2 separate regions of the Triticum aestivum genome follow, and region 1 is linked to region 2. A link is a contact called in public Hi-C data. All regions are on one chromosome and are shown on one strand. Each heading gives the region's core, a stretch centred on a gene start, on an enhancer-like site or on the middle of the called end of the contact. The rest is flanking DNA. Distances are from core to core; before and after follow the strand shown. Region 1 holds the start of LOC123051895 (protein N-terminal and lysine N-methyltransferase efm7). Region 2 holds the start of LOC123051893 (4-coumarate--CoA ligase 5).

Region 1 (2,956 bases), core at 392-2,891, 130 kb after region 2:
AGGATGTTGCACATTGTTTTGCATCACACCCAGCAAGAAAAACATCAGAACACCAACAACTGAAGTAATAGGATGGTGAAATAAGTAACATACTCTTTCTCGGGAGCAAGCTTGACTTCAAGACCACCATACTCAGGCAGGAGCACATGGTCCCCTTCCTTGAGAGCAACAGGGATCAGCTTCCCTTCCTTGTCACGGCTGCCAGGGCCAACAGCTATCACCTTACCAGAGTTCAGCTGGATTCACAAGAACATTCTCAAGTCATGAACTGATTCAACAGTCAAATTATCAAAGACAACTCTGAACTAATGACAGAACCTTTTCTCAAAGATAATGTGGAATCATTAAGTGCAGTACTAATAAGAGTAATCAGTCAAGAACCGCTCAGTTAAGGGCACTACTAATAGGACTGATCAGTCATGAACCGGTCAGTTAACTGCACTACTAATAGGAGTGATTGGACATGAACTGACCGGTCTAAGTGGACTGATAGAACTATGAGGCAGAACTACAGTAAAACTAGCAATCTAGTAGCATGACAAATGTGAAAAATGTACATTGGCCATTGGTGGTAAAAATAAATTCTTTGTGGAAGCAGAACTGACGGCATCTTCACCAAGTAAACTACAGTTGCTTAAACCAGATAATTCTAGCTAACAACCCCGCAATACACAATGCGAATCTGAATCAGCAAGTCTAGCCACACCGCCATCTGAACGAATTCCACAATAAAACAATTTGCAAACTACGCAGCTAGCTCTCTGCCTAACAAGTAACCATATCAGAATAATAAGCAATCTTCAAAGGAACAGACACTCCTCCTGTTCATAACTACTCCGTATGAATTATTGATGAACTAATGTTCTGAATGATAATGCGGGATCATTGAAGTGCACAACTAATAGCACTATGGGACAGAACTATTGTACAACTACAGCTAGCAGTCTAGTAGCACACCAACTGCAAAAGATACAACATTGGTAAAAACCGATTCTTCGTGGAAGCAGCGCAGATGGATGTCAACTTGGTTAATCTAATCCCAATTGCTTAAATTAGATTATTCCAGCTTAGCATCTACCCACACAAAGTAAATCTGAGGCGGCCGGCCTAGCCACACCCCCCAACTGAACTAATAATAACACAATAAGAACAATTTGCAACCTAAACGACCATCACCCGCCCAAGATCTAAGCAGCCCCCGCACGGGATCCACGCACAGGAGCAAGAAGCAACATCTACCAGCGGCGGCAGCATCAAAGGGGGAGGAGAGAAGGGCGCGCCGTACCTGCTTGGAGGTCTCCGGGAGGAGGATGCCGCCGGCGCTCTTCTTGGGCTGCACCACCTTCTCCACCAGCACCCGGTTGAAGGACGGGATCAGACGCCGAATCGCCGCCATCGCCGCTGACGAGATCAGACGCCGCTCTTCTCCTTCTTCTTCTTGGGAAACAAGCAAGAGAACGCGACGCTTCCACACTCTTCGCTTTTCGCCTCCCGGGGATGGTGGGGTTTAGGGTTTTATGAGGGGCGGCGCGGTTGCGTGCGCGGTGGAATGACCGTCCTGCCCATGCCAGCCCTAGAATGTTCCCGCCCGTGGGCCAGACCCAACCGCGCGGTGCTTACTACGGCCCAGTTAAGGCCCGTTATCGTAGGCTTTAGCCCACAAGGCGGCCGAGGGTCCAATCCAACGCGCCGCCGCGAAACTCCACTTCCAATTTCCAACCTGCAGCTGTGGTCGCCGGCGGCGAGGAGGAGGAGGAAGGAGCTGAGAGATGGCGGGCGCCGGCGGGACGAGGGAGCGGGAGGAGGAAGACTTCGTCTGCCTGGATCCGTCCTTCTTCATGAACCGCAAGTAGGGGTTTGCTGTTCTGATGTACTCCCTCCGATTCCAAATTACTCGTCGTGGTTTTAGTTCAATTTGAACTAAAACCACGACGAGTAATTTGGAATCGGAGGGAGTAGCTGAATTGAAAGCTTCTATGCTGATTTGGTTGCTGGATTTGGGCAGCTACGAGATGAAGACCTTCACCTACGGCTCCCAGGAGCTCCAGCTCCTCTGCCTCAGCTCCGCCTGCAGTTAGTGCCCCTACCCTTTGCTTCTTCCTTGCCAATGTTGCAAATTACTCATCGCTAGCTAAGCGAGGCAGTTTGATAAGCCTGTTGGGATGGTGAGTTGGCAGCAGGGGTCTATACTAGCTCCTTCTGTGTAAAATCTACTATGAGCAGGGACAAGCGTGGACAGAGGTTCCTTAGTTTAGAGCAGAAGAGGGGATGGTTGGTTGAACTTGAGCAGCACATTTGTGCTGCTCAAGTTAGTTACAATTGTGTTTGTGTCGACAATTACAAGTTGTTCAATCCAGCACCGTTCACGTAGTAGCCCTATATAATGCTCAGTGTTATGTTCTATTACATGTTGTTTCATTTTGGTCAATGAATTGCTGCACGTATGCTTCAGGCACTGCCAGTTTGTTCTACTTGTTTATTTGATGAGGTTTTGATCACAAGTATAATACCGTAATAACAGCCGTATCAATTGTAATTAGCTTGTTTCTGGTTGCGCAGTTACAGCTTAGGTAAAATGTTTCCAGCATGAAAATATGTCAGTGACATGTGATTTGGGCATTGTCTTCTTGTTGTCTTCATATGTAGCAAAAACGGGTGTTCATTACACAACCATGTGGCTTTGGGGCCACTTTTACCTTGTCTTGTTTGGGGATCCTTCCACTGAGACAGTTCCATTCTAGTGCATGAGGACGTCAAAAGGCCCACGTATCACATGATCAAACTAATGAAGGGTCACATTCATATTTGCTGTCACTAGGCGAGGCGACTCTTACCCTTGCTTCATTCTGTCCATCATGTCTACTTCTACAGCCAGAGGCATGTACGCAAATATTCTTAACAAAGGAATTCTCATTTAAGTGGTCACAGTGCTATCCAGTGTCCATCAGTTGAAAAA
Region 2 (3,365 bases), core at 52-2,551:
TCCGCGTTCCTCACCACCGTGCCGCAGGCGCCGGACTTCACCGGCGACGGCTCCTTGGCGAACGCCATGCACATCGACAGCACCGGACCCGCCTCTGTCATCCCATAGCCCTGCTCAAACGAAGTTACAAACAGATAAGTTTAACTGGCATGGCATGGTCGTCGTCTAGTCATGGTCAAAGCACGAGGAAGGAAATGTTAGGTGTATGTACCTGTCCGAGCACGGCGTTGGGGAGCTTGGCGTGGATGATGTCCTGCAGCTCCTTGCCCATGGGCGCGGCGCCGGAGATGACCATGCGCACGGAGGAGAGGTCGTGGCGGTCCATGGCGTCGCCCTTGGCCATCTCGACGACGATGGGCGGCACGAGCGGCGCGATGGTGATGCCGTGGCGCTCCACCAGCTCCATCATCTTCACCGTGTCGAAGCGCTTCATGACGACGAGGGCGGCGCCGGCGCGCAGCCCGCAGAGCAGGATGGAGTGCAGCGAGTAGACGTGGAACATGGGGAGCACGCAGAGCACGACGTCGTCCTCCCGGAGGTGCAGGTTGGGGTTGTCGCCGTCGACGAGCTGCGCCACGCTGGTGACCAGCCCGCGGTGCGACAGCATGACGCCCTTGGGGAGCCCCGTGGTGCCCGACGAGTAGGGCAGCGCCACCACGTCGCTGGCGACGTCGATGGGCGCCTCGGGCAGCGCCGAGTCGTCGGCGGCCGCGAGGTCGGCGAACGAGGCGCAGCCCTCGGCGCCGTCGCCCGTGGCGACGACCGTGACGCCCGCGAGGCCCCGCACCTTGGCGACGAACGCCGGCTCGGTCACCACGAGGGTGGCGCGGGAGGCCTGGGCCTGCTTGGCGATCTCGGGCGGGGTGTGGAGCGGGTTCGCCGTGGTGGTGGCGGCGCCGAGGCGGGACGCGGCGAGGAAGGCCAGCGCGAACTCGACGCAGTTGGGGAGGAGCAGCATCACGGTGCTGCCGTGGCGGACGCCGAGGGAGTGGAGCCCCGCCGCCACGCGCCGGGACAGGCCGTGCACGTCGCCGACCGTGAGCGTCTCGCCCGTGGCGCCGTCGATGAGGCAGGCGCGGTCCCGGCGCTCGGCAAGGCGCTCGAAGACGTAGTCGTGGAGCGGGAGGTGGTCCGGGATGGCGATGTCCGGCAGCGTCGAGCGGAAGACGACCTGCTGCTGCTCCGGCAACGAGCCCATTTCTCGCCGCGTCGTCTGCCCTGGATCGTTTTGAGCTGAATTGGTTGGTGGAGCTGTGGAAGCACTGGTTGCAAGATCGAGTTGTTCTGACTTCTGAGGAGTGGAAGGAGCTCGCGAAGTGGTACTTATAGATAGCGGAGGGAGGCAGTGGCGTTTGGTGGGGAGCTTGCCGGAGCGGTTGTTGTCCGGGAGAGAATGACTGGACCTGGTCCAGGTTCGTGGAAGAAAGCTCGGTGCGAATTTCCAAGTCTAGCCGAGCAGCATAAGACATGCATTTCACACGTGCGAAGGAACCACACCTCCAGCGTCTGACTGTATGATAAAATATACTCCTTCATTCATTTTAATTTACTGCCCAGACTAGCTTTGTCTGGAGCCAAACTTTATACATTTTAATCAAGTTTGTAGAAAAATTACTTGCAAAAAAAGTTTGTAGAAGAAAACATTAACAAGTTTGTTATTGTAAATGTCCGTACTATATTGTTTATAAACTTAGTCGAACTTATAAAATTTGAGGAATCCAATATGCGGAGTAAACAAAAAATGGAGTGAGCACTACCCCCTCCGTAGTACTATAATATAAGATACAAATAAAAACTTGATTAATATCACACATCTAGCTTTATCGCTATTTTCTGGGCATGTGCAAAGAAAGAGTAAGTTGATAGTTCTTAAATTCTACGACGACATATAAAGTCAATGCATGTGCCATACATTGTCTCAAGTCGTTTTGCTTCGGAAAAATTACAGCTACAGAAACATCATCAGATGAACTCACTAAAGGTTGGAGCTTCGAGTCTCACTGTCCGTGTAAGAGCCAATTTCTTTCTCTTCTTTCTAGTCAATTAACATCATTATAGCTTTGTGCCCCCTCGATACAATCGCTTCGCCCAAACAAACTCACTGTTTTCTCTTGAATTAAGCATCTATACAACGAAATACATCCGTTTGAATGACACTTAAATATGAGATGGAGGAAGTACATCTGTAGTAAGTGCTAGGAGAATGCTTGCTTTTAAGGTAGGAAAGATTATCTACCATCAAAGCTAACATATGTAAGTATATTATAGATGCCAGGGTTAAAAATGCACTACAATACCACTAAGCTATCACCTGGAGTAATGGTAATTTAAGCAACCTTTTGTTATTCCTTGTTGCCCGATTCTGAATTTTGCTATGCACCTGCTGTGCCACTGCCTCGTGGGCCTAACAAGCAACGGACCCGTCTTATTGGAGATGGTTGGTGACAGTCTTTTTTGGGGTAGATGGTTGTTGTGAGTTTGACTGGAGCAGCAGGACCAAACATTTGGTCAGCCAAGTCAGTGCTCACCAACCGTGCGTGAGTTGAGAGGTGGAGGAACCGGTAGCTCCGCCACGGATCAGTCCAGTGACGTCAAACGCTAGGACTTGGTTACATGGTAGCTCCTCCGTTTGGGGCGATGGTAGTGGTAGCTGTCGGATCACAAACATTGCCAATCCTGTCCCTGTCCGTAAAAATCAAAACCATGTTTGCTTCTCTCTTTCAGGAAAGTGCTCTCTGATCGAAATTAATTAGCACACACTTGGTACAACTTTGTACTAAGGTTGTAGTGATTGTGCGTCAATTAATCTGAATCGGGGGAGTGCTAATATGAATGTGTAATCGGGCATAAGAGCGTTTTTAGTCATTTCCCTTGAGTTCTTCTTCTTTCCTAAAAGAAACATTTTCAAGAGTTAACATTTCCAGCTCTCCATCAAACCTGTTGACTCCTAATTTTTTGAGAAGTTGCCACTCAAACATTTTCCTCCGCGTTCAAGTTTGAATAGGAAGCATGCATTCTCCTCAATTTCCCTCTCCTACAACGATTCTCCCTCCTTCAAGGACGTGAAGGTTGCGCTCCTCCCCACCTTCTCCGCCACGGTTTTGATGCCCATGCACTCCGACGAGATTTTTCTTTGTCTTCTCATTCTCTTCTTCTTCCATTCATCCCCATCACGGGTGACGCCTTTACAAGGCTGCCCTTTTTGCCACGGGTAAAACGACATGTGCGTGTCTGTGGAAACACATCTGCCAGCTACTGTCGCTGATTCCGACGAATCTGTGCGCCACGTACTATGCCATCGTACCACCAAGAGAACGAAAGAGGAGAAGGACACATTCAGGTGAATAAGTGCACACACAGTGGCC

What was found. A called contact is a pair of places that touch in the nucleus more often than the background predicts.
Region 1: a Hi-C map of leaf shows a contact between it and region 2, with 3 times the contacts expected there. The contact joins the promoter of LOC123051895 here to the promoter of LOC123051893 in region 2. A contact is called at or near these places in 3 of 5 Hi-C or Micro-C datasets (all in leaf).

What each region holds. Positions count from the first base shown.
Region 1 is chr2D:95,468,603-95,471,558 of IWGSC CS RefSeq v2.1, forward strand. It overlaps LOC123051895 (protein N-terminal and lysine N-methyltransferase efm7), which reads left to right and starts at 1,642. Exons shown (of 8, transcript XM_044474888.1): 1 at 1,642-1,849; 2 at 2,006-2,073. The coding sequence starts at 1,770. LOC123051896 (10 kDa chaperonin, mitochondrial) reads right to left here and starts at 1,550. Exons shown (of 3, transcript XM_044474889.1): 1 at 1,286-1,550; 2 at 94-236. The coding sequence starts at 1,396.
Region 2 is chr2D:95,337,254-95,340,618 of IWGSC CS RefSeq v2.1, forward strand. LOC123051893 (4-coumarate--CoA ligase 5) reads right to left here and starts at 1,302. Exons shown (of 3, transcript XM_044474884.1): 1 at 212-1,302; 2 at 1-110. The coding sequence starts at 1,198.